Regions from separate parts of the Sus scrofa genome. Here all the other regions are linked to region 4. Evidence: chromatin contacts called from public targeted proximity ligation data. All regions are on one chromosome and are shown on one strand. The core of a region is the stretch at or near the end of the contact, and the rest is flanking DNA. Distances in the headings are between cores, read along the strand shown. Region 1 overlaps LOC106510205 (a long non-coding RNA gene). Region 2 overlaps LOC106510205 (a long non-coding RNA gene). Region 3 overlaps VAV3 (guanine nucleotide exchange factor VAV3). Region 4 overlaps VAV3 (guanine nucleotide exchange factor VAV3).

Evidence for each region.
Region 1: a contact with region 4 is called in a targeted proximity ligation map of alveolar macrophages. A contact is called at or near these places in 2 of 2 datasets of targeted methods (alveolar macrophages and skeletal muscle).
Region 2: a targeted proximity ligation map of skeletal muscle shows a contact between it and region 4. A contact is called at or near these places in 2 of 47 Hi-C or Micro-C datasets (fetal heart ventricle and liver) and 2 of 2 datasets of targeted methods (alveolar macrophages and skeletal muscle).
Region 3: a targeted proximity ligation map of alveolar macrophages shows a contact between it and region 4. A contact is called at or near these places in 1 of 47 Hi-C or Micro-C datasets (embryonic fibroblasts) and 1 of 2 datasets of targeted methods (alveolar macrophages).

The regions. Positions count from the first base shown.
Region 1 is chr4:111,647,420-111,653,442 of Sscrofa11.1, forward strand. The region is part of intron 1 of LOC106510205 (a long non-coding RNA gene); the gene reads left to right. Among named protein-coding and RNA genes, the nearest start is that of SLC25A24, 70 kb to the left of the region's middle.
Region 2 is chr4:111,718,533-111,724,420 of Sscrofa11.1, forward strand. LOC106510205 (a long non-coding RNA gene) reads left to right here. Exons shown (of 7, transcript XR_002343539.1): 7 at 1,927-5,461. Among named protein-coding and RNA genes, the nearest start is that of VAV3, 100 kb to the right of the region's middle.
Region 3 is chr4:111,986,978-111,993,765 of Sscrofa11.1, forward strand. VAV3 (guanine nucleotide exchange factor VAV3) reads left to right here. Exons shown (of 28, transcript XM_021090110.1): 3 at 4,860-4,918. Among named protein-coding and RNA genes, the nearest start is that of VAV3, 170 kb to the left of the region's middle.
Region 4 is chr4:111,849,342-111,855,513 of Sscrofa11.1, forward strand. The region is part of intron 1 of VAV3 (guanine nucleotide exchange factor VAV3); the gene reads left to right. Among named protein-coding and RNA genes, the nearest start is that of VAV3, 27 kb to the left of the region's middle.

The DNA of each region.
Region 1 (6,023 bases), core at 1,487-3,986, 200 kb before region 4:
ATACCAAAAAAGGTGGGGCTTTGGGATGGGAAAGAGACCAATTGGGTTTGGAGCATATGAAATTCGAGATGCCTATGAGCCATCCAAGGTGAAAATTCAAGAGGGCATTTCTGGAATTCAGGGGCGAGGTAGACACAGGTGTTTGGGAGTCAGCAGCATCCCGGTGGTATTTAAAGCCCGGAGAGCAGATAATTGTGGGGGAAGTGTATACAGACAAGGAGGAGAAGGCAAGGCATGAAGCGTGAAGCCTGAAGCGGGCGCCCCCCTCCAGGGAGGAAACAGTGGAGGTGATGAGAAGGCACAGCGGTGAGAAGGAGGGAAGCGTGAAGCCTGGGCTGCGTGGGCAGCCCGGAGGTGAGGACTGAGAAGGCATGGGGAGCTCTCAGCCCAGGGTGGTCTCCTGGGCAAGGAGAGTGTTGTGCAGTTTCTCAAGACCAGGCAGGTTCAACCTGGATTCGGGCAACGGAAAGAAGAGCCAATGCCCTGCGGGTAGGTGTGACATCCCTTTTATTGGCCTCATGAGCAGCGGTGGTGGAGGGGGCGGCGCGAAAAGGGCCGCCTGCCATTTACACTAGTACAGAACAGGGCCGGCGATTTGCCCAGATGTTACCCAAGGGTGGTCGTTATCCTCTTCCACTGCGCGCGCACATGGATGGCTGTCACTATGTAATAGGTGCTGCATCCTTCCTCACGGGAACAGCCTAGGCAGAAAGCGCCTGAGTGACTCCCTTGGCCCCAGAGAGGAAGGGAAAGTCTGCCCCCATACATCATTTTCTCCAGCAGGGTTTACTTCCCCGACGTAAGCACCGCGGCAGCACATAGTTTGATTCACCAGCTAGGGTTTCACTGGGCAGGTGCTGCGAAAGCCCAGGGAAAGGAAATTGGGAATGCTGGACAGGGGATGGTTGGGGTCAGGGCCGTGGCTCGGAAGCAGAGTAAGGGGCAAGGAGGAAACAGGTGCAGAGGGAAGTGTGTGCGTCGGTGGACCAGAGACCCTAATGCATTTGAAAACAAAGTGGTTGATACAAAATGCTTGATACATAACACTGCGAGGAGAGAGGGTGCATCAGACAGAGACTTTGAGAAACCGTTTGGGGAGCTGACGATTTCCCATGACCCAGCTACCTGAAGTCTTTAATGTGTGAGAGCCAGCGACCAGGAAATTTGGGAAAAAATGTTGAGGGCAAGAGGGCTAAGTGGTCAGAGGGCAGCACCTTCCGTGGGATGCAGTTGAGCCAAAATGCATGGAGGGAGGGGGGGGCCAGAAGTTGAAGTGGAAAGGGAGGGGCACACATATGCCACCTCCCACCCTGTGGAGGGCAAGGGGCACCCTCATGGGGGGGGGAGGTGGGGCGAGGGTGGGGCTGGGGGTGGAGCGGGGAGCTCTATGAAGCTAAGGTGGGCTGGCAGCTGAGGAGGGGGAGAGTTTTAAAAGTGTGGAGACAGAACTGTGAACAGAGGAGACACCTGTCAGTCTCCTTCCTCTGCTATGTGTGTTGGGCAGACGGGGGGGGAAGGTGCTCCTTGAAGCTTATGCTGGCAAGCGTGGCCAGAGGCAGGGCACTGCTTTCTGGCTGTGATGAGGGAGGGATGGCTGGTCCAGACACAACCTGATTCACATTGCTAGGAAAACAGGGGGTCAAGGTACAAACCCCAAAAATGCGAGTGTGGGGGAACCTGGCAACCGGATGGGAGAAATAATGGGATGGACGAGTGTGGGGGGTGGGGGTGGCAGGAGCATCCTGGAGGCAGAGCAATGACCTGCTTTTTTGTGTAGTGACTTTTTAATTCAATCCCAGTGACGTCGAGGGTGGGTGGGTGTGGTTCATTTACAAGGGCAGGAAAAGGATGAGCGGAAGGCTTGGTTTTCAAAGAGGGATGTGTAGCCATTGCAACACAATGACAATAGTAGAAAGAACGAAAGGAAATTACACACTGTACACTACAGAGGCTGTGCCTTTTCAATCAAGAAGAGCCAATTAAGCTGTGCTGTTGTGTAACATCTCATTCATTTGTCATTGAATTACCTCTGGCTGTATGTACTGTTTCCGCGAGGTTAATTTTTATTCCATTATGAAGGAATAAATCAAATCCAGTGAAAGGAAATCTGTCCTCACTGCTATCTACAGGAGGAGGGGCTTGAACCAAAAGTCCTTTTGTGGTTTCGTATTTTTGGTTTCAATTTAATAAAGAAGAGGAGCCTGAGGGATGAGCAAAGAGGCCAGGTTTTGCCTTTTCCCCTTGAAGCCCATAAATAGAATGAAAAGAAGTAGTGAGATGAGACAACGGTGAAGAACCAGAGCACATGAAATGTTGATGGGAAGCACAAGCACCGAGGAGTTGTGGCACCACCGAAAATACAGTGATTAATTCAACACGGTTTTTTTTTTTGATGTTTACATTCAGAACTGTCTCCCCGGGACTTTGCTGGGCATTAGGCATGTGTGAAAATAAATAATATGTAGTTTTTGTTCTCAGAGTCATTGAGAAGGCTGACATGAAACAAGTTTCAATTTAAAGTGATACGTGTCGCAGTGACTTTGTTCGGTGTACAGTGGTAACGACGAAGGCGGTGTTGACAAGGCGCCGTTGGGAAGGTGATGTTTTTGCCTGGGCTTTGAAGGATGAAGAGAATTTAACCACCCTAAGAAGATACGTCAGGGTGGCCTGGAGAGAGGGGACAGCACACGTGAAGGCAAAGAGTCACGAGAGGCTGTGTGTGTTTGGGGAAATGGTATGTTCTGGGTGTGACCGGGGTGTTCCTTGGGGAGAATGGCTAGACACATGGATTAAACCCGAGCTCTGTGCCATGCTAAGGACTCGGGTGGAAAAAGAAACCCATGGGAGGAGTTTCAGAAGGGAGGGACAGGACCTGCCAGAACTTTCCAGAAGAAGGATGGGTTGGAGGGGTGTGACTTGGAGGCAGGTGCACACTGAAGGGAGAGAGATTGCACACTCACCTTTCATCGCTGGGGCCCCAGGGTGTGGTACACGGTTTGGCATATGGTTGGTTCTCAACAGGTGTTGAATACATGCAGGAAGGAAAGACAGGATTACCGAGCTGCGTGGTGCAGGCAGGAGACGGGGAGGAGCACGTGTGGGGATGGCTGTGCCTCTCTTCTGCCCCCGGCCCATCCACACCTCCACGCCTCACAGCCCTGCTGACTCAGAGAAGCAGCGTGCCCGCTAGGGAGACGGAAGAGGAGGGAGCCCTGGAGAGCTGGCATCCTGGAGCCTGGGATGAGAGGGTTTTAAAAAGGAAGGACTGGCCAATGCCATCACAGGCAGCAGAGACAGATCTGCAGGTGTTGCCAGGTCTGAGACCCTGAGCGACTGCAGGGAGGAGAGTTCCCTGGCGTGGCAGCCACAGGCTTCCAGGGCAGTGGGCTGAGGGGTGTGCGGGCGGAAGGAAGAAGAGGGTGTGTGGGTGGACCTTCGCTCAGAAAGTTGTGCTCTGAAGGGAGGGGCCAGCGAGTTTGAGGCAGAGGCAGGATCAAAGGGAAGCTGTTTTATTTTTTTGGTTTTTTGGTTTTTTTGTTTTTTTTTTTTTTTAAGGATGGTAAGTTTCTAAACTTTAGAAAAAGCAGCCGAGAGCAGAGATTAAAGCCAGTGGGTGGAGACAGAAGAAGGGACATGGGTTTGGCTAATAGGGGTAATTAAAATTTTTTAGTTTTAAAATTGAAACCTGCATTTAAACAAATGAATAGAGTTGCCTATTACGGCTCAGCTGGTTAAGGACCCAACAGTCTTCATGAGGATGCTGGTTTGATCCCCGGCCTTGCTTAGTGGGTGAAGGATCCGGCATTGCTGTGGCTGTGGTGTAGGCCAGCAGCTTCAACTCCAATTTGACCCCTAGCCCAGGAACTCCATGTGCCACAGGTATGGCCTTAAACAAACAAACAAAAAAAAAATAGAAAAATAAATATAAAAGAATGCATAGAGGTCAGTAAGGGAAATAGGATGGAGCGGAGGAAAGAAGGCTGGGTGGACGAGAGAAAACCAGGGCTCCCGTCCTCGCTTTGCTTCTGTGTGAGCTTTGCCAAGCTCTGGCTCTGCTCTGAGCCTTTGATCCACCTTTAAAACAGGTGACCCTCTGTCCAATGATCTCTTTCAGCCATAAAACTCTATGATTCAAAGTGGTATAAGTTTGCTAATATATACCTGTAAAAATAAGGCTTTTCCCAAGATTCAGTTTGCCTCAAGGACAACTTAGATATTTTGTTTTTGGAATTTTTGCTTTATATTATCTTTAAGAATAAATAAGATAGCGTGTGAGAAGGAACTTTGGAGACCTAAGAAGAATCACAGCTAAATTTCTATTCATTAATAATCATGCTAATATTCTTGACCCAGAGACCGCTCACATGTTTCTCTCCTTTTTTTTTTTTTTTTTGTATATATTACCCCAGAGTATGAAATCTTAGCAGAAGGGGAACTAAAATTAAATTAGGTCCTTATCTAAAGATTTAGATGCCCTGGTACGAACCTCTCAAGAATAATAAACTAGTAATTTCCCTGTGGATGGTGAAATTAGGGTTTGGATAATTATTTCCTCATGATTTAATTGAAAATATTAGCGATTAAGTACACAGATACCAGGAACTCTAGTCCAGGATAACACATGTCCATTTTTCATCTTCCGTCTCTGCATCACCGGCAGCCTGTGAGGTTTAAATGAAAACAGAAATGCTCGTGAAAGATGGCAGAGTGGTGGACCATTCTGGGGCATATTTAAGCCTTGGTCACAGGTGTGAGAGGGTGGGGGGTGCCCCCTCCAGGGCTCTGTGAGAGCAGAGGCCCGCAGTTGCCTTGTCCAGAGTCTCACCATGGGATCTGGCAATGACTCCCAGACATTCGGACCCTCAGACCTGGCAACACAGGAATTGGCTGGCTTGTCGTGACCTCAAACTTCGAATCAGTCAAACATCAAATAGACACACTGCCCTGCTCTCTCCTCCACCTCCTCAGCTCTGTAGTGAGAGTGCCACCAGTCTTGCAGGCTGGCGACCCATGGCCATCCTCAGCTCTTCCTTGTCCCTCTCCCCCCGTGTCTAATGCATCCATTACGTGGGATTTTTGTCACCTACATGGCTTCTCTTCTGGGGCCCTTTTGCTCTAATTTCAGCAAGCGCTCCCTCTCGTTCCTCCTGCTTCCCAGATTCCTCCCTTCATATCTACTCCACACGCAGCCGGATCTTAAAGACGGTGTGCAAGCCCTTCCCGGGGGGACCTCATGTCTCTGGTGAGTCCTACCTCCCACCCCTCCTGCTACTTTCATGTCTAGATTCCAGCAAACAGGGGTGGTTCCCTGCGTCATCTCTTGGCACACGCCTTCTGCTCACCTGTACTGCCCTTGTCCTGACCTTTTCTGCCTCTGAAACATCTATTCGTGTTTATCATCCCCTTCTCTTTGAACACCCTCCAACCAACGATAGAAGTCTCCAACAGTTTCTCCAGCCAACTACAGAAGGCACGGCCAATTGCATTGTCCATCTCTTCTTGTTGGGTAGATTGGAGGTGCTACCTTGTCTTTCCAGGTTAATTTCATCAGTCTCCACAATCAGACTCTGAGCCTCTAACGGACAGGAAACCAGGTCTTAGTCATCTTGGTGACTTAGTGTCTAGCACATAATAGGGGCTTAATACATGCACAGTAACTGGAACTAAATTCTGTTTCTTTCTTTGCCAGCTATACATGCCTTTCACTTTTATTGTCACAAGTGTTTCTATTAAAATAGAGAGCTCTTTCTTTTCACATGTATGCTACTAATAATAATGGCGTCTGTTTACTGAAAGCTTTGCAAATGACAGGCACCATTCTAAGAATTTTATAGACTTTATCTCCTTTATTCCTCACAACAGCCAGGTGAGGGAATTATTGTCCATATTTTGTGCAGGAAGTAACTTAGCCTCAGAATGGAAACAACTTGACCAAGCTCTAGCAACAGACTTTAGAACCTGCCTGCAGACATGAGTCTCCTAAGAGCAAGGGGTGTGTTCTCGGTTATCTTACGCTTGCCTCT
Region 2 (5,888 bases), core at 874-3,373, 130 kb before region 4:
CCAAACTAGTATCCATGAGGATGCAGATTTGATCCCTGGCCTCACTCAGTGGTTAAGGATCTGGTTTTGCCATGAGCTGTGGTGTAGTTTGCAGATGTGGCTTGGATCTAGCATTGCTGTAGCTGTGGCATAAGCATGGCTGTGGCATAAGCCAGCAGCTGTAGCTCCGATTTGACCCCTAGCCAGGGAACGTCCATATGCACAGATGCAGCCCTAATGAGAAAAAAAAAAAAAAAAAAGACTCCAATCTCAGCAGCAGCTTGGGTTGGTGCAGAGGTGCGGGTCTGATCCCCAGCCTGAGGCAGTGGATAAAGTATCCAGCATGGCTGCAGCTATAGCATATGTCACTGCTGTGGCTTGGATTCAGTCCCTGGCCCAGGAATTTCCATATGCCATGGATGCAGCCATGAGAGAGAGAGAGATTGAAGTAGAAGATAACGATTTTGGGGAGTTCCCTTTGGGGCTCAGAGGTTAATGAACCTGCCTAGGATCGATGAGGATGTGGTTCAGTGGGTTAAGGATCCAATGTTGCTGTGAGCTGTGGTGTAGGTCACAGATGAGGCTCGGATCCCGCCTTGCTGTGGCTATGGTGTAGGCTAGCAGCTACAGCTCTGATTCGATGCTAGCCTGGGAACTTCCAAATGCCTCAGGTGCAGCCCTAAAAAGCAAAAAAGCAAAAAAAGAGAAGATAATGATTTTTCCATAAGCTGGAGAGAGCCGAAGAGCAGCCATCACTCATGTACTTGTAGGGCTTGGGGCTATAACATGTGTGTCAGGAGCCTTCTGGGCACACACTGAATTCTGGTGCTTATTTTAGGAAAATGTATGAAATGTCCACATGCCTAAGTCACAACCCTTGGGTTGTGCCTCAGTGGACCCGGAGTGGGATCTGCTGAATCTGGCTCTGGGGTGGAGCCAGGGGAGGCAAACAGCCAAAATAGGACGAGAAGAGTTTGGGGGAGAAGAAGCACTACCTGCTACTTCCTTTCTCTTGTGCAACCTAAATTAATCTTCGAATTTTCATGAGGGAGAGACTAAGTAACTGTTTTGTAGAGGAGGAGACTAAACGTAGTGGAGGTAAATGAACTGCCTGAAGTCACCCAGCTGGTGTCTGGCAAGACCAGCCTGGAAGTCAGCTCTCCTCAGCCCAAGTGTCATGGTGCAGCAATTAACTTAAAGCATTGCATTGTGTCATCTCTTCCAAAAAGGCATAGGCATGCATGCAAGTGTGTGCATGTGGATGCACAATAATATATTGCAAATAGGAAATGACGAGCATGGATTGCAAGAGTAACAAATACAAAATGAACTTCTGCTTGGACATCTGATTTTTCTCTGAATACCCTGGTGTCCAGAGCAAAATGAGAAACCATCTAACTAGAAGTTCTTACTGTTGCAAACAAGGAAACATTCCAGAGGAAATATATCCTCTGTAGAGGAGGATTCCTGTGCTCTGAGGTTTTTCTGATGGTGAAGGAAGAAGATTAGTTCCCTACAAAAGTTACAGATTTGGGGGGTTTATTTCTAACAATGCTCAGTGGGATCTTGCAAGGAAAGTTGGAACCGTACAATGAACAATGTTATCCACTGGGATTTGCTAACAAATACATAAGTGCTATTACTTGACTTGGGCTTTTTTTGTTGTTGTTAAATGCACCCAAATACAATAGCCCCAATGCAGTCATTTGATGCAGTCGGAGATAGAACACTTAAGAATTTCCTTCAATTCTTCTTCAAGTGTTTACTGAGCCCTTGATAGACGCCAAGATTACCTTAATAATTACTATGTGAGCTTTATTAGGAAAATTGGTAATTTAAGGGGTCAATTATATAGCTCTATATCTTAGAAAAGCAGAAAAAAATCTTGCCAGCATCTAGCTCCGTGGTATCCTCTGTTATCCTGTTTGGTCGGTCATATCTTCCCAGTTTCGTTTAGGTTGACTGATAACGGGCCTAGAGAGGGAGAAGATCCAGAATGCTTGGAGAAGGATTAGCCCTACAGATTCAACTTCGGAATTCCCAGGATATACACAGAGCTCACTGGAACATCTGACTAGTGCAGAGGTGAAAATTAAGGGCATCACGCTGATGTCAGGCGACGGGAGGCAGGTGAAGGACAGCCGGACGGGAAGGGCTGCAGAGACTTGGGCGAGCGAGCCTCCCTCAGCAGGTCAGCGACAGACCTGCTCGCCAAAGGTCTGTTTGGAACCACAAGCCCAATTAATTTCCTGCTTCTCATCCCTGGCAGACCTGGCCACCGCCCAAAACGCGAGCCCTCTGGACAGACACGCTTCCTTGCTTGTCCTCATTCCCATGCTGTTTTGTGCATTTTTCGCCCCTGATCCATCCTCCCACTGTGGTGCCTTCTGCCAGCCCTGCCAGCCTGCACTCTGCCAGCCCCGTCCAGCGGTACACGCCCCGCCCCCTCTCACACTTGTTTGTCACGGAATGTTCCCTCCCGCTTCCTCACCTTAACTGAAGCCCAGCTCTGGCCCAAGGACAGGGGTTTCCCAGAGAGCAGGTTCTTTCTCCCCCAAAGACCAAAGAGTTGCTGGGGAGACCCCCCCCCCGCCGCCCGCTTTGCTTTGAGGCTCTTGCAGCCTGGCTTCCCCCCCTCCTCCTGAACTGCTCAGGTGCCTATCAAACTCTTGAAATGTTCTATAAGTGTAAGGGTTTCTCAGTCTGGGTAAAAAAGAATACACAATGTTTCAATATTTTCACATGGATTACATATTGCAATGGGATAGCACTTGGGGTATATTGGGTACAACGAATTATCAGCATTAATTTCACCACTTTTTGTTTCTTCAGTGTGGCTACTGGAAAATTCTAAAGGCCACAGATGTCTCCTATTTGTTGTATCTCCTACTTCTCTATTCCTATTGACTAGCACTGCTCTGTGACCATCAAGACCTGTGTGGATCTCAGACTCTGGGCTCTAAATCTTCTTTCAGCTCCGATACAGGCTCAGGCTGCTTTTTAATTAAAAATACTTAAACTGCTTTTTTTTACATATTACAAAGTAAAACATTTCCATTATAAAATATTAGAAAATGCACATTATAAAACATGAACAAAAAAGAACAGAAGCCCATACATATGTATAAAAGGACATACTACTTTTTGGTAATTTTTTTACACTTTCCAGATGTGTTATAAACATCTCCCCGTGTCCTTACATATTCTTCTATGAGAATTTTAAAAAAATGGTTGCCTAGTATTTTCTTGTAAGGGTATACCATAAATTATTTTGCCAGTGTTTGTTGATTGAGCAGTATTTTTGAACTTTTCTATTGTAAATGTAGCAGAATGACTGCTAAGAGGGAACTTAAAGTGGTTTGGGGAGAGTCACCCTTTTTTCTAGCTTCAAAGGAGCAAGTCAGTCACAGAGGAGCCCACCCGCTTATTTCTCATCACGCATTGTCACATAATTTTTAGACATAGAGTATTCTGGGACAACCCAGAAGCGAGTGCTATAAACCAAAGGAAACTGTTTCAGACTCAGGGTAAGTACTTCTAAATTGGATAACTACTATCTCCTTTGGAGATGGACTTTCAGGGGGTGAGAGTCTGGGTCTTTTCGTAGTGAGGTCAGCCCCTCTGCGCCCCCCGTGGATCACTGCTGGGAGCCCAGCCCCCCTCCATGGGCTTGAAGTCCTGGTGGCTGAGGAGGGAGACAGGTCTCAGCTCAGGGAGCCAGATGAGGGAGAGAGCAGATGTCCAGCCAACAGATGTCCAGCAGGGATTGTGGAGCATGTGGACTGTCCTTAGAGAACCCCAGGGACACTTGGGGGCCACTCCAAAGCAGGCACTGTGGTCCTGCTGCTACCCAGAGAGAGACAGTCACCACTGACTCTCTGGACTAAAAATGGCTGAGATTTCAGCAGTGCTCGTCTGCTCCCATCAGAGGCTGAAGTCAAGTCACTCGGGGAAACTCTCAAAGCTAAAGCTATTCCTAAGCCGAAAGGGTGTCAATGATTTAACTATACACGTATCCATGAAGACACATAATGTAACCACAATTAAATCAGAATTTCCAGAGTCCGTATTTCCAATTCCAGAACTGTGTAAGAAGGGGTGTGCCTGGTTGTCTTCAGTGGAGACTTTCTAGGGTTCACAGTGTTTACTGCTGAAGTTCCAAGGCAGGTGAAAGCAGGAGTCAGACTGCCTGGGTTTGAATCCAGATCCACTGCTGGTGACTGTGGACATGTTACTTAATCTCTCTTAACTTCTTCCTGTGTTCATCGTTGCCTTGTCGCGTTTGTACTCGTGGGGCCCCCACCTGGAACGCTCTCCATCTCCACGTGGCTGACTCCACATCATCCGTGTCTCAGCTCAATGGCCCCTCTTCAAGCAGCCTCCTCTGAAGACCCAATCTCTTCAGCTCGCCTGGCATTTCGAATTGCATCCTCTTGTTTTATTTTCTCTGCAGTTCATTTATTTGATTTCACATCATGGTCTGTCTCTCTGTGCGGGGTGTAATCTCCTGAGGGCCGGCAGCTTTCGTGTCTTGTTCAACACCAACCCTCCATGTCCAGAACTGAACCTGACACACGCTAGGGACTCAAGAAGTATTGGTAGGATCAGTGAAAGAAAGATGGAGCGAATGGTCTTGATAATGACCATATTCAAAGAAAGATCAAGCCCACCCAGAGTTAAAAAGTGCCTTGATGGAAGAAAGCACTTTGGTTTGAGCAACGAACAATGGAATTTGGAATCAACAGGCTCTGAGGGCCTGCCCATCTCTGAGTCAATTTTCTTTATCCTGAAAGATCCTGGTTTGAAGGGCATTTTCCCCGGATGCATGGAGTCCTAAAAAACTCAAAGGGGGTGACAGTTCGAGGAACATAAAAGAACAATGATGAGCTTAGACGAGCAAGGCAAGGGCAGACTGTGGCGAAAACAATTACTGATGCGCCCTGTACAGCACATGGAGGAAAAGGTTGCTACTCCTTCCTCGCCTGTGTCTGAAGCCATGTACCTTGTGAGTCACTTGTGAAACGCTGCTCTCTCTCAGGAGCTTCCAGTCCTCTGCCTCCTGATGCAGTCAGGCCTTTCCCTCTGAAATTCAATTAAATCAGCCCTAATGAGTGGCTAGGCAGAAAGGGAGCTCTTGTTTACAGAACACAAGGAATAATAACGAGCCAACATCAATTAGGACTGTGACTGCAAATCCGAAACATTGATTCTGCACCTCAACAGTGAGCAAATTTCTGCTTTCAGACACCAAGTCTCGCAGGCTTGAGAAAGACAGAGCCTCGTGGGCTGTCTCTACGGCCGTGATGTTCCAGAGAAATCCCACTAAAATTTTCCTTTGTCCTCCTGGCCTGTGGCAGTTCTGCCCATCCCCCTTGACTGTTTTTCTGGCTGTTGCTCCTATTGAGTTTTCTGAATAAACACAGGCCACCAAGTTTTAACCGCAATGATAAAATACTTAGCAAAAAAAAAAAAAAAAAAAAAATTCTGTAGGCAAAGGGCCACAGCAGTAGGAGGGTTTGACATACGGATCGTGTTTAGCCTTTGATCACCTGTCATTTTGTTAGAAGAAAGCCTATGCCATCCTTTGCTCTGTTTTTAAAATAGATTCAGAGGAAGTGAAGAATTAATCTTAACCTTAAACACATTGAGCCCAGTATTTCCTATCCGACTGTAGAATGTGCTATCTAGTTTCCTACACCTCGCCCTTGCTAAGTTTAGGCTCTTTGGGCCAGCTGTCAAGAAAGGAAAAGGAGGGGGAAGGGGCATTGCTTTAGAGGGATAAGGCATTGCGCTGTCCCTTATCAATCCGGGCTTATTTCCTCGCCGCTCCATTCCCCACAGCTACGGAACCAAGCATGACCAGAGCGAATGACCCTTGTGATTTTTTTCAGACTTTTGTTCCAACATGG
Region 3 (6,788 bases), core at 659-3,158, 140 kb after region 4:
CTGCACCACAACCACAGCAACACTGGATCCTTAACCCACTGAGCAAGGCCAGGGATCGAACCTGCGTCCTCGCAGATGCTAGTCAGATTCGCTGTCGCTGAGCCATGACGGGAACTCCTGGTTGTACTGTTTGCCCTAGCTATCCCATGTAGGAATCCTGCCTGTAGAAATACCTGCACACAATTGAAAAGATGTTTGGTAAGGATGGTGATTACAACAGTATTGCAGCAGATATAGAAAAAGCTCACTCTCAGGGGATGGTTACATTGTTATGTTATCCACAGACACTGACATAACATTAAAATAAAAAGGAGATCTGTATGTGTTGACACAATATTTGTGATATATTGTTAACTGACAAAACTATGTTGACAAAAAGTCTGTATAACAGAGACACATTACCTAAAATAATAATTGTAAAGGAAAAGGAAAAAAAAATTTCTGCAAGAGTCATAACCAGATTCTTAGCTCCTGTATAGGCAGATGGGGAGACAGGTGTGGACAGACGACTTTTATGTGTTACTATATTGTTTCAGTTGACAAAACATGGGGCTTTTCCAAATGTTTTAGACAGCAAATACATTTCTAAAAATAGGTGATAGATGCTAGGGCAGAGTTATGTCCAGAGTCCTGTGGGGACACAAAGAACCCAGACTGGAGGTGGGAGAAGGTGAGAGAAGGCTCTGGATGGGGACCAGCCTGGCCAAGTTCGTGATGTACATGGTCAGGCACATGCATGGAACAGAGAACCAGAGCTTCCTGCTCTCAGCCTTCTGGAGCTTTCCAGGTGGCGGCAGTGGAGTTGGCCCTTCATGATGTTAATAGCTCAGGTCATCCTGAGCTCTTTCTCCTCCCTCAGCCTCCCCGGTGCATCAGCTACTGAGAAATACTTCGCATCTGTCCACCTCTTCTCTAGCTCTGCTGCTGCTTGGTTCAGACCTCTCATTTCTTCCCTGGATAATGGAGAAACCTCTCCTAGTGGCTCTCCTGGCCCCTGTCTGTATGCCACCTCCTCCTACCCTAGTCTCTCCTGCACTTTGCTGAGATCTTCTAAAAAGGCAGGTTTGACCCCGCTGTCTTTCTTCAACTTGCCCCTTGATCCTTCACAGATTCTGGGATCTCACGCTCATAAAGCAGCCTGCCTGCCCACGCCACCCCCCTTCCTCCCACGACAACTCTTAGGCATTGTTATCTGGAATTTTTTTCTTACAGATGCCACTCTTCTTATCAAACAAAGGATGGATGATGATGTAGAGAAGGAAAAATCCCTGCTGGGGATTTAGTAGTTGATTGTCAGCCTGTTACTTTGCAAATAATCTAACTCGCTGCTCCTCTTTCTGAGAGTAAATGTCCGTATTCCATATTATTTGAGGTGAAATTTTCGAAATTAAGGCATTTCAAGGCAAATAGTCTTTTCTTCTTCTTCCTTTTTTTTTTTTTTTTTTTTTTTTTTTACTGCCCTTGGGGATGTTTCCTTTTATAAATATTCCTGATGGATGTTTCTAACAGTAGATTGGTCTCCACACAGAGGACTTAAGAATCTGGCATTAATTTGTGTACTTGTCTATTTCAAATCCGGATGCACTTTACCTTAATACAATACACACTGTTCTAAAAATGCTGCATTGACCAAACAGCCTTTATTTGCTTTGGCTAAACTTGGAGTTAATGGATGGACTTGATGTACCATAAGATAGAAATAACCCTGAGCGATAGACCTGAGAGATTCACTTTAGGACATACTACATACTATCCTCCCGTCTCTTCCACGATTTATATTTTTATGGTATTTTTCTATGATAGAGTAGTAATCAGTAATCCCTTTGAGTCAATAAGAGGCGATGGTTTCAGCTTGTTTATTTTCAGAAATGTTTGTACGGTACACGCATTGCAGAAGCGAATATACTGTCGTCTGGCTCCCTCTGGTGGACAGTTATATGAAAAAATCAAACTACATAAGAGTCTTGTGGGGAGGGCACAGCTTGTGAATAGTTCTGGTGTTTTAGTATTTGTGTTAAAGTAAATGAGAGCAACAGCACATGTGTAGCCATGCTAATACTGCTGCTATTTATCTTTTTATAAATAGTGACACTGCTGGGACCACAGTGAAAAAAAAAAAAATTAGAGGCTGACTCCACCCTGTAACTTTAAAACAGTGCCAAGTCAGGACAAGGCTCATACTAAAATTCAACAATGCGGTTAATTCATGAGCCCAAATATTACTCCACGGATTATTCTGGAGTCTTCCAGTAGCTGGACTCTTCACTCAATAATGCATATTTTCAGAAATTTAGCAAATGATTATTTTTATCCTGAATCAGTTTTTTTTTGTCTTTTTGCCATTTCTTGGGCTGCTCCCGCAGCATATGGAGATTCCCAGGCTAGGGGTCGAATCGGAGCTGTAGCCACCGGCCTACGCCAGAGCCACAGCAACGCAGGATCCCAGCCGCGTCTGCAACCTACACCACAGCTCACGGCAACGCTGGATCGTTAACCCACTAAGCAAGGGCAGGGATCGAACCCGCAACCTCATGGTTCCTAGTCGGATTCGTTAACCACTGCGCCACAAAGGGAACTCCTGAATCAGTTTATTTTGATAAATTTAGTATTTGTTCATACATCATCTCCTGAATTTACACACTCACTAAAGATGTGCTGTCTTTATTATGGAAATGAATTGATATCAGGTGTTATCTTGGTGGTGGTTTCTCGCTCTTCAACCAGGAAGAAGTTGCATGAAGGCTTCCAATTAAATTTCTTTTGTATATAATCATTGTATTTTATATGTTAATAAAAGTTTACATTTATTATGTCCATCAACAGAGGAATGGATAAAGAAGTGAAAAAATGATACAAATGAACTTATTTACAAAGCAGAAACATACTCACAGACTTTGAAAACAAATTTATGCTTTCCAACGGGGAAGGGTGGAGGGGAGAGGGAAGTACTGGGGGGGCTGGGACTGACACATGCACACTTTTGTGTATGGGATGGGTGATCCACAGGAACCTGCTGTGTAGCACAGAGAAATCTAGAGAGTGTTCTGTGACGACCTCTATGGGAACGGATGTGTGTGTATGTGTGGCTGAATCACCTTGCTGTGCAGCATAAATTAGCCCAACATGGTAAATCAACTCTACTGCGATGGGATTCTTTTTTAAAGTTCACATCTATTGAGTTAAGCATTTGTTGATGGGCGTTATCGCATTTACTTTTCCCAGTAACTCCGAGAGGCAGGTGAGTGGTTGTTACCATCCATAAGGCCGGTAAGGGGTGGCCTCGCTCAGCCAGGTGTCCTTACCTCAGAGCTCGGAGTCTGTCACCCCAGTGATAAGCTGCCTCCTCCAGTAGGTGATAAATAAGCATATGTGTGGGTAATCACCGAGTGAGACCCCTGCACAGCCCCTGCACAGCCCCGGAACCTTGGCGGTTCCGTCTTTGAACTAAGGAATTCAAAGATTACCTTAACCCAGAGAGAGATGTTTACCTTTTTTTTCCTTTTCTTTGCTTTTTTTTCTTCTCATTTTGAATAGGCCTTGTAGTAGAACCTCTTTCCATTTTCTTTAATTAGGACAACTTATATCTATTATCATAGCAACGAGTTGCGTGAGAAAAATACATTTTAGCTCATTGACTTCCTCACCCAGGACTTGGAAAGAGATGGTGTGAGGTCTACGCGTGGAAGGAAGGGTAGAGTTACGGGGCACTGATGCCGAAGGTCCAGCAGGGCACGTGGGCGTTAGGTATGGGAATTTTCATGAAGAGGTTTTGAAACAGATACAGATTATCTACGGTAATTTAGGAAGTTTCTTTTTCTGAAAATACCCAGAAAATATTTTAAGGTTGGCAGTTTTAAAGAATAGCTACTACCATTTAAATACTTTACGTGTATTGTCTTTTAACGTCTTATAATAATCTAGTGAGTATGACTAATCCAACGTTATTATAGGCAGTATCCAGACGAAAAAACTAAAACCCAAAGAAGGGGTTTGCCTGAGGTTATATGGCTCATAAATGATAAAGTTAGGAGCAGAACTCACATGGTCTGACTTGAGAGCCCACCCTTAAAATCACTTCACTACATTGCAGTGCTGTCCAGTAGATCCTTCCATGACGGTGGCGGTGTCTGCTCTCCATGTGGTCCAGTGCACTGGCTACTCGCCGCATGGGCTGCTGAGCACCTGCAGTGTGGCAAGTACGACTAAGAAACTTAATGTTTTGTTTTGTTTTCTTTTTAGGGCCGCACCTGCAGCATAGGGAAGTTCCTGGGCTAGGGGTCAAATCAGAGCAGCAGTTTCAGGCCTCCTCCACAGCCACAGCCACGCCAGCTCTGAGCCCCATCTGCAGCCTACACCGTAGCTCATTCGGGAACGCCAGGTCTTAAGCCACCGAGTGAAGCCAGGGGTCAAACTCGCATCCTCATGATCACTGCGGAGCCACAGTGGGAAAGCAGGAACTTAATTTTTTTTTTCAGATTTTTAATTAATTTAAGTTTAAATAGCCTCTGTGTGGCTAGTGGTTATTACTTTGGACAGCACAGTCTTAACAGGGCCTTTCAGATTATGTAGACATGGAGACATGATGGCCTTTTAGGATTGCCCTAACTCCTTGCTTTTTACTGTTAAAGAAATTGCCAGCCAATGTAGCAGTTTGCTTAGAGCCATGAAGTGAGAGAAAGGGACCCAATTATCAGGCAGGTGTTTACACTTCCCAGCGCTCTTCCTATTCTGCGCTTAGCGGCATTTGCAACATTGCATTTCTGCCGCCGTTGGTAATATGAGATCGTAAACCTCCTATTTTAGAAAAATGTTTTCCTTTGTGAAATACATATCCAATTAACCCTTTCCTCTTTTTTCAGGTGATAGAAACATTATCACGACTTTCCCGCACACCGATAGCGTTGGCCACGGGAATCAGGTACGCTCGTTGCTCTGTGGTTCGGGTGTACTGGTCAGTTCGGTGAAATGATTACGTATCGAATGGTTACTATTGTGATGAACTTTGCCAAGTCCTTTGCACAGGGGACCACATCTCATGCATGCCAAGTGCCTCGTTTATAAGTGCCCAATACGTATTCGAGACGGATTGAGCAAATTAGAACTTACAGAATTGAGTAAGACGCATTGGCTGATCGTCGTTCTCCATTCAGTGGTGACTGTCATGGAAATGGTTCTTTTTCTTTTTTCTTTTTTTTTTTTTTTTTTTTAGTGTCCTCTAACATTTCTATACATGGGATTCATCAAAACAAACAGAAACGCCTAATTAAAGAAACACTGCCAAAGATGTTAGTTCATGTAGAGCCAGTCATCCATAGCAATACAAGCATGTATGTGGAAGGTCTGGGGCTAAACGAAAAACTGGGAAGTACCGTTGGCTCTTGAACAGCCATGGGGTTGGGGCATCACCCCTCCACACGGTGGAAAATTCGAGTACGACAGAGCTGCTGGCCCTCTGCATCCTTGGTTCCTCTGCATCCGTGGCTCCAACCAACTGTGGATTGTGTAGTATTGTCGTATTTACTATTGAAAAAAAAATTTGTAAGTGGCGCCGTGCAGTTCAAACCCTGTTGTTCAAGGGTCAACTGTAAATTGGTTAAATTATACCTTCTCCATGCAGCGAGGCATTATGCAGTCAGTTACCATGGAAATGGAAAGGCATATGTTGTGTTGGGCCTTTTCTGTTTAAAATACTGCATATCAAGTTAGGTTAATCAGAAAGTTGTATTATTCGTCACGTTAGAAGCACAGAAAAACAGTCTCATTCGCTCCCGGACGTGGGAATGGAATGGATCTCTTTGACCTGGTTTCCTCAGGGCTGTGTAATTCAGTCTCGAGCGTTATGAGGCTCTGTGACCCTGGGCCTCTTCTGTTGCTTCTGTTTGTCTATGACTTGTTCATGTTCAGATTCTAAGAGAGAATCCTTCAGGTCCGATCAGGAGTGGCCCGGGCAGCCCAGTCCCTGGTGCAGGGCACAGTGAACTTGAGGAGGAAACCCCCCGCCCCAGACCCTTGGAAATGGGCCCTGATTTTGGCAGCTTTTGACAGAAGTAGTCTAAAGGCTGGATAGATGGTCTATACCTTGTAATCTTCTCTTATGGAAGAAATGATTCTCTTTCCATGTCAACATCTATTTTCTGTTATATGCAAAAATATAAGATTTTGAAATAGCATGATTCTATTTTTTTTTTAGTTTTTATATATTAATTCTAAAAGGATATACATTAAAAGAGGTTTTTTCCCCTTTTTAATTATTCATATTTGTATTTTCATTTCTTTTCTACAGTGGACTTGTATGTAAGAGCATAAAAAAAATGTGTCAAAACTTATTTATAAAAAAGAGTTTGAGGACTTTCCTGGTAGCTTAGTGGGTTAAGGATCTGGCATTGGCACTGCTGTGGCTCGGGTTTGATCACTGACCTGGAAACTTCTCTTCTGCATGCCATGCTGCAGCCAAAAAAAAAAAAAAAAGGATTTTGAAAGTAGCATTTTTCACACATTTTAATATATTTGAAAAGATGTAGGTTCTTCAGATGTCTTAAGGATTAAGTTAATCCATAAACCAATGTGAAAATATTTTCAACATACTAACTATAATTATTTAGTGCTCATTTGTTATGTTGATGTATCCTCTTGTTTTTTTTATGAAACATATGCCATGTTGGCTGCAAGTAAATGAAGGGAAAAACTTTTGGAACTATAGTGTAATTACTGTGATTTTTGTTAGATGTAAATTTAAGGCACTGTTGAGGTTATGAATAAAGTTTATAGCATGAGGCAAACAAGGACAC
Region 4 (6,172 bases), core at 295-2,794:
AATCGATAGGTGCTGCAGCAGAGGGGGTGTAAAAACAGTAAAGGGAGCCCAGAGTATCCACGCCTCCTCCCCCACCGCTGTTTGTTTTTATTCTTTTCTTTTCTTTTCTTTTCCTTTCTTTTCTTTTCTTTTCCTTTCCTTTCTTTTCTTTTCTTTTCTTTTCTTCTTTCTCTTTCTTCTCTTCTCTTTTCTTTCTTTTTTTAAGAGGGAGACGATTAACATGGTAATCAGCTTATTTTATTTTGACTGCTTAGTGATAAAATACGCAAGTTCACTTGCAGGATGACTGAGAGCATCCTGAAGGAACATCACTTTACTCGGGGGACAAAACGTCTTTTTCATTGTTGTGTGTTGTTGGATAAGTACGTCTTAAGTGCGCGGTACATTGTGGGCCTTCGAGGTGATCAAAGCTACCTGTCTACTTGGAGACATGAAGGCATTTGTGTTATGGGTTCAGGGCTATGAGGTCATAGCACACAGGTGCTCTGGGCTTATCCAGAAAGGGAGCATGAAGGAAAAGGACAGCCAGTTTATTGTGGCCATGCCTGTGGCAAGAGGAAGTCCCCAGGCCAGGGGACTGAACCTGCACCACAGCAGCAACCAGAGCCCCACCAGTGACAATGCCACATCCTTTTTTTGTTTGTTTTGTTTTGTCTTTTTGGGGCCACACCCATGGCATATGCAAGTTCCCAGTCTAAGGGTTGAATCAGAGCTGCCACTGCTGGCCACAGCCACCGCTATAGCAACACCAGATCCGAGCCGCCTCTGTTACTCACACCACAGCTCGTGGCAACGCCGGATCCTTGACCCACTGATCATGACCAGGGGATTGAACCCAAGTCTTCATGGATACTAGTTAGGCTCATTGCTGCTGAGCCACGGTGTGAACTCCACACCGCTACGTCCTTAACCTGCTAGGCCACCAGGAAATGCCTTGGTTTCTTTCTTTTGACATGATGCCTTCTGGCTACTGGCCTAAGAGCTTGACCACCTTAACCTTATTTATTTGTGACAATATATTCTGAATTCTAAGGACTAGAATTTTTAATGGACTACGTTGAAAAGTTTTAGTTAAATGGAAGCTTGCCTATAACATACAGGTGTTAATATAATACCTGTGTTGTATTCATCACTGGGATTACAATCCTCAACCCGGGTCTCTTAGCATTGGAAGATGCTGGATTGGCTTCTGAAAACTTTATGGTGATCTTTAAGAGGTTTTTGGCTATAATGCTTGTAAGTAGGATAATTATATATTTTCTTTTAGCATTGTGTTAACATGGCATTTGGGAGGTAAGCAGTTTGTAGGTTTTTCATTTCACATTTGACATGCATATTTTGAATGCATTTTGCTTAACTCAGATGGGAGAGATTGCCGGCAGTGTTCGTTTAAGAATGACATGGTCCTTGTTCTTGAGAACTGTCGAGTCCAGCAGGAAGGAAATGACATTTTAGTGTCTGACAAGCAGAAATGGAAGTGGGAAGAAAAACTCGTGCCGATGTGTACAGCTGCTGCAGTCACTCAGCAGCACACTCGCTGGAGCCTTCCTGAGTCAGCAAGAACGGAACTGGTCAGTCATGAGCTGGTTTCATCCGTGCCTCTATAAGGAGTCACCCCAGCACAGTGGGGGTGTTTTTGTTTTTTGTAGGTAATCAGGTGTATTTCATGGTATCTATTTTTCAGATCTCCAGACACTGTGAACTGATGGGTCACATGTATATTATTTATTAAAACAGAATTATAGTGTGAATGATGGAGATATTTTTCGGGAAGGAGGAGGGGTGCAGAGACTCTGTGTCACCCTTGCTGGACGTCCTTTCTGTAGGGTGTGGTAGCCTGAGGAGTCACTGTGGTACTCCCATGTCACACAGTGTCCACAAGTCTGATTGGCAGCATTCAGAAGGCAGTGTCAGGGATGCACCCGGGGTCCCTTCCCTTTAACCCTTGACAGTGGGTGACGTCACAAGGTCAGCTGGGAGAGGAGCGGACTGGATGCAGGTGTCTCGTTTCTGTGGTAAGGAGAGCGGTATAAGCCCCAGGGTTCTAATCTGGAGAGGATGTGCTGGGCAGCCTGCTCTCAAGATGTCCTCATTCTCCCAATAATTTCTTTGGCATCCTCGGCAGCTCTTGGCTTTCTTTCACCCAACATTCTTCTTCAACTTGAAATTCAGGCTTGGTGCAGTGAGCCCCAGACAGGCTGTGGCTGCTCCAGGAGGTGAGCTGTGACTCATCTGTGACTCACTCGGCCAGTTTTGGTTTTCTTACAGTCAATTAAGCAAATGAATGAAACAGCCAAAAGCGCAAGTTGCAAAGTAACGCTAATGAATGGAGGATAGCAGTTTGCATAGAGTGTCACTATTTCTCCAGATTGTCCTATTTTAAAAACTTCTCTAAGGAAAATTGTTAACAACACTGGAATCCACATCTCTTGGGAGTTCCCTTGTGGTGCAGCAGGTTAAGTATCTGGCGTTGTCACTGCTGTGTGGCACAGGTTCGATCCCTGGCCCAGGGACTAATTGCACGTGCTGTGGGCATGGCCAAAAAAAAAAAAAAAAAAAAAAAAGGACTCTAGATATCTTGTTTATAGTCTAAAAATCAGATTTGGAATCTGATTGATTTACCTTTTGGTTCTAATCTAATCCTATTCTAATTCGAACCCCATGTATAACTAACTCATACACTAAGTACAGAATTTTTCTTTGGCCAGATATAGTTTCCTCAAATTTAAGTCCTAGGGCTTTTCCAGTCTTATTCATAAGTGTAAACTGCATTAAGGCATTAGCTGATTATTTAGATTCTTTTCCAATTTATTTTCCAAGTATTTTAAAAAAATTATGAGTATACATTCAGGATATTTTATTTAGCAGTTCCCCTTAAACAATCTTCTACTCTAGGAACTTTAATTATGTCCTTCACGTCATTTCCCCCCACCACATCATCAAAGTACAGTAAAGTTATTAAAAGGACATAAATGTGCCTTCAGCTCTCACATAACTAAAAAAACCCCAAACTCTCCTTCATCTGTCAACTCGCTTCAGATTTGGCAACAACAGAGTTCAGATAGTTTCTTCTTTTTGATGTCTCTTCCTCCGATGTTGCTGTAGTTCAGAGACTTATTTATTTTTTTCATGTGGTCTTCCTGCTTCTCTACCCTCTGGCTACAGTGACTTTTCTTTAAAACATTTATGTGTTTTTTGATACTGCTTGATGGAAACATTTCCATATCCTCAGGGTAACATCCCAAATCGTTGAACTTGACAAAGCCCTGCCCACACGACTGGCTTCATCACTCACTTCCCTCCCCTCCACCTGCCCCTCCCACCAGACCTTGGCCTGAATAGGCCCTGTTAGCCCTTCAGCTCCTTGTCACTGTGTGTGCCACTCATAGGAAAGGAACATTGTCCCCTGCAGATCTGCTGGCTGACTCCATGTGCCTTCATCACTCATGCGGGTGCTGGCCTTGGCGGATGCCATACTGTTTGTTTTTTTTTTTTGTCTTTTTGCTATTTCTTGGGCCGCTCCCGCGGCATATGGAGATTCCCAGGCTAGGGGCCCAGTCGGAGCTATAGCCACCGGCCTACGCCAGAGCCACAGCAACGAGGGATCCGAGCCGCGTCTGCAACCTACACCACAGCTCACAGCAACGCCGGATCCTTAACCCACTGAGCAAGGGCCCGGACCGAACCCGCAACCTCATGGTTCCTAGTCGAATTTGTTAACCACTGAGCCACGACGGGAACTCCCCATGCCGTTTTGAATGCCTCTTCTCTCTGTTTCCCTCCAATACCTTCTTTGTCACAGCACTTACATATCTTACTGTCCCCTGTCTGTCCACAGCCGGACGGTGAACTTCTTCAGGGCACAGACGAATCCCTTCCTTCCTTCTTCCCTTCCTTCTTTCCTCCCTCCCTTCCTTCCTTCCTCAATTCGAGCCCTGAGCTGTAGCTGTGGCAATGCTGGATCCTTAACCTGCTGTGCTGCAGCGGGAACTCCTGGGCACAGATGGTTTTTTACTCATTTCTCTAACTGCAGTGAGTGAGATGGAATGTTTGTCCTCGTTCTTATGATGAGGAAGGTATTCCTAACTTCTCTGCCTGAGGACCAACTTATTTTGTCAGACCCCCGCTTCTCTTGTTCCTTAGCCCCAGGATATGTTACTGCCCCCAAATGACTGTGCTCTCTGCACAGTGGATGCTGCTGCTGCTCTTTACTCCTGTAGAATTGGGCTTCCCCCCTTGCTAAACCTCATCACTTTGCATGTTGCTGCTTGACAGGTAAGCACTTTGTTTTTCTGGGGTTTTTAATCTTAGAAGGAACTCAGTGCTTGACTTGAATGGAATCAGATCACATTTGATATAAATGCTTTAAAATGCATGAATGTGGTGTAGGCTGGTGGCTACAGCTCCGATTCCACCCCTAGCCTGGGAACCTCCATATGCTTCCAGTGTGGCCCTAAAAAGACAAAATAAAAGTAAAAATAAGTAAAAAAAAAAAAATAACATGAATGAATGGATTACCAGCACCTGCTTTGGTGTGGGGAGCTGTAGGAAGCTTGAATTGTGCAGGTGTTATGGCCCAGGGAGAAAACCTCAGAGATTTATCTTGAAAGTTGTCTCCTTCCAACATTCTCATTGACAAATGAGCTGATTCACATATTTGCCAACTGTAACCTGGCTCCATCAATTAGCTAAATCTATGAGAGGTGAGTATATTGTAAGGAGGAAAGGGATTGGAGGAAATTTAGAAGCTGTTATCACTTATGTGATGTGCTCTTAGACAGAAGGGTCCTGGAACATTTTCACCCACCTGTGATCTATTCAAAGGTATAGATTTCTTTGTAGTTTTTAAAAGGAGTTTCTTGCAGTGTTTCTCCTGTCATATGCCTTGGTGCAAAGCTATGTTCTGTTTATCACCTGGCTTTGTCTTAATGACAACCCAGTGGTTTATAAAATTCCCCAAAGAGCATGTATTCTGAAATTTCCTGAATGTAATATTTGGAAATTCTAAATACAGCGTGTAATTTAAGTGGTTGGGTTTTCCATCACAGTTTGGGGGATGCAGAAATTTCTTTGATGTGTAGGATGGCTGTAGTTTTTAACAGAGCTTCCTGTTTTTGACTTTTGGGCCAGAACTGTAATATTCTTCAGCCATTCCTCCTGGGGACTCCTCTTTGCCTGAAATAATTAGAAATTCTTAAGTAATTATTACTATGACTCAGTAGTAATGGCTCAGAAAAATAATTCCACATATGTAAGATATAGCATCTGTTTAGTTCTGCTTACGATTTTATAGGGAAAGAAAGAAAGAATGGCAAACTATTCTGCTCTGTTCTCAGGAGCAGATCAACATGTTCCAGGATTTTTTTTCCTATCACTTCAAAGAATTTATGATTGTAGGCTAAGTAGGAGTATATCTGTTTCTGTCCCAGGGAGGACACGTAGGAAAGTCTGGAGTTTTGCAGTGTTTGTACGTAGCCCTTTCACAGAACAACTTCAGAGAGTTTCTTCTTCCTACTTTAAAAGAGTACCATTATTTTAAAAATGAAATAAACCATAGCGTTCTTAATGTCCCAAGAGAACATCTAAGTCCCCCTTTGAAATTTCCTTGAGTAAATCCACATTTCTTGAATTGGAATTAGGAAATAGAGCCTTCTGAGTGTGGGCATGATGATAATGTCAAAACCCCTTTTGTGCTTACTGTTCACAGGCAGCCCTGAGGCCAGCAGTGGTGCTGTGATATTTTAATCCCATCACTGTTGTGAGCCAGGCTTCTGCTAAGGGCCAAAGAAGAAAATGCCACGTAGGCACTCCTCTTACTGAAGACTGCAGGACCATTGCTTTATGTATTGATCTGATGCCCTGTTTTTCCCCCCACATTTTTCAAGTAATCAAGAGATTCAAGTTTTATGTATCAAATAAAATGTAAAGTGTTTGCAAATTGGACTGCAGGAAATGCGTAGATGAACCTTCATTTCCTCCCTCCATCTTAAACTTTAAATTTGGAAGTGGGCTAATTAATGTGACCCAGATTGAGGGCATTTGTATTCAGAGTTTGAAATGAGCAGATTTTGTTGTTTGTTTGTTTGTTTTGCCGGTTTAGGGCCCCACCGGTGGCATATGGAAGTCAGGCTAGGGGTCGAATTGGAGTTGCAGCTGCCAGCCTATGCCAGAG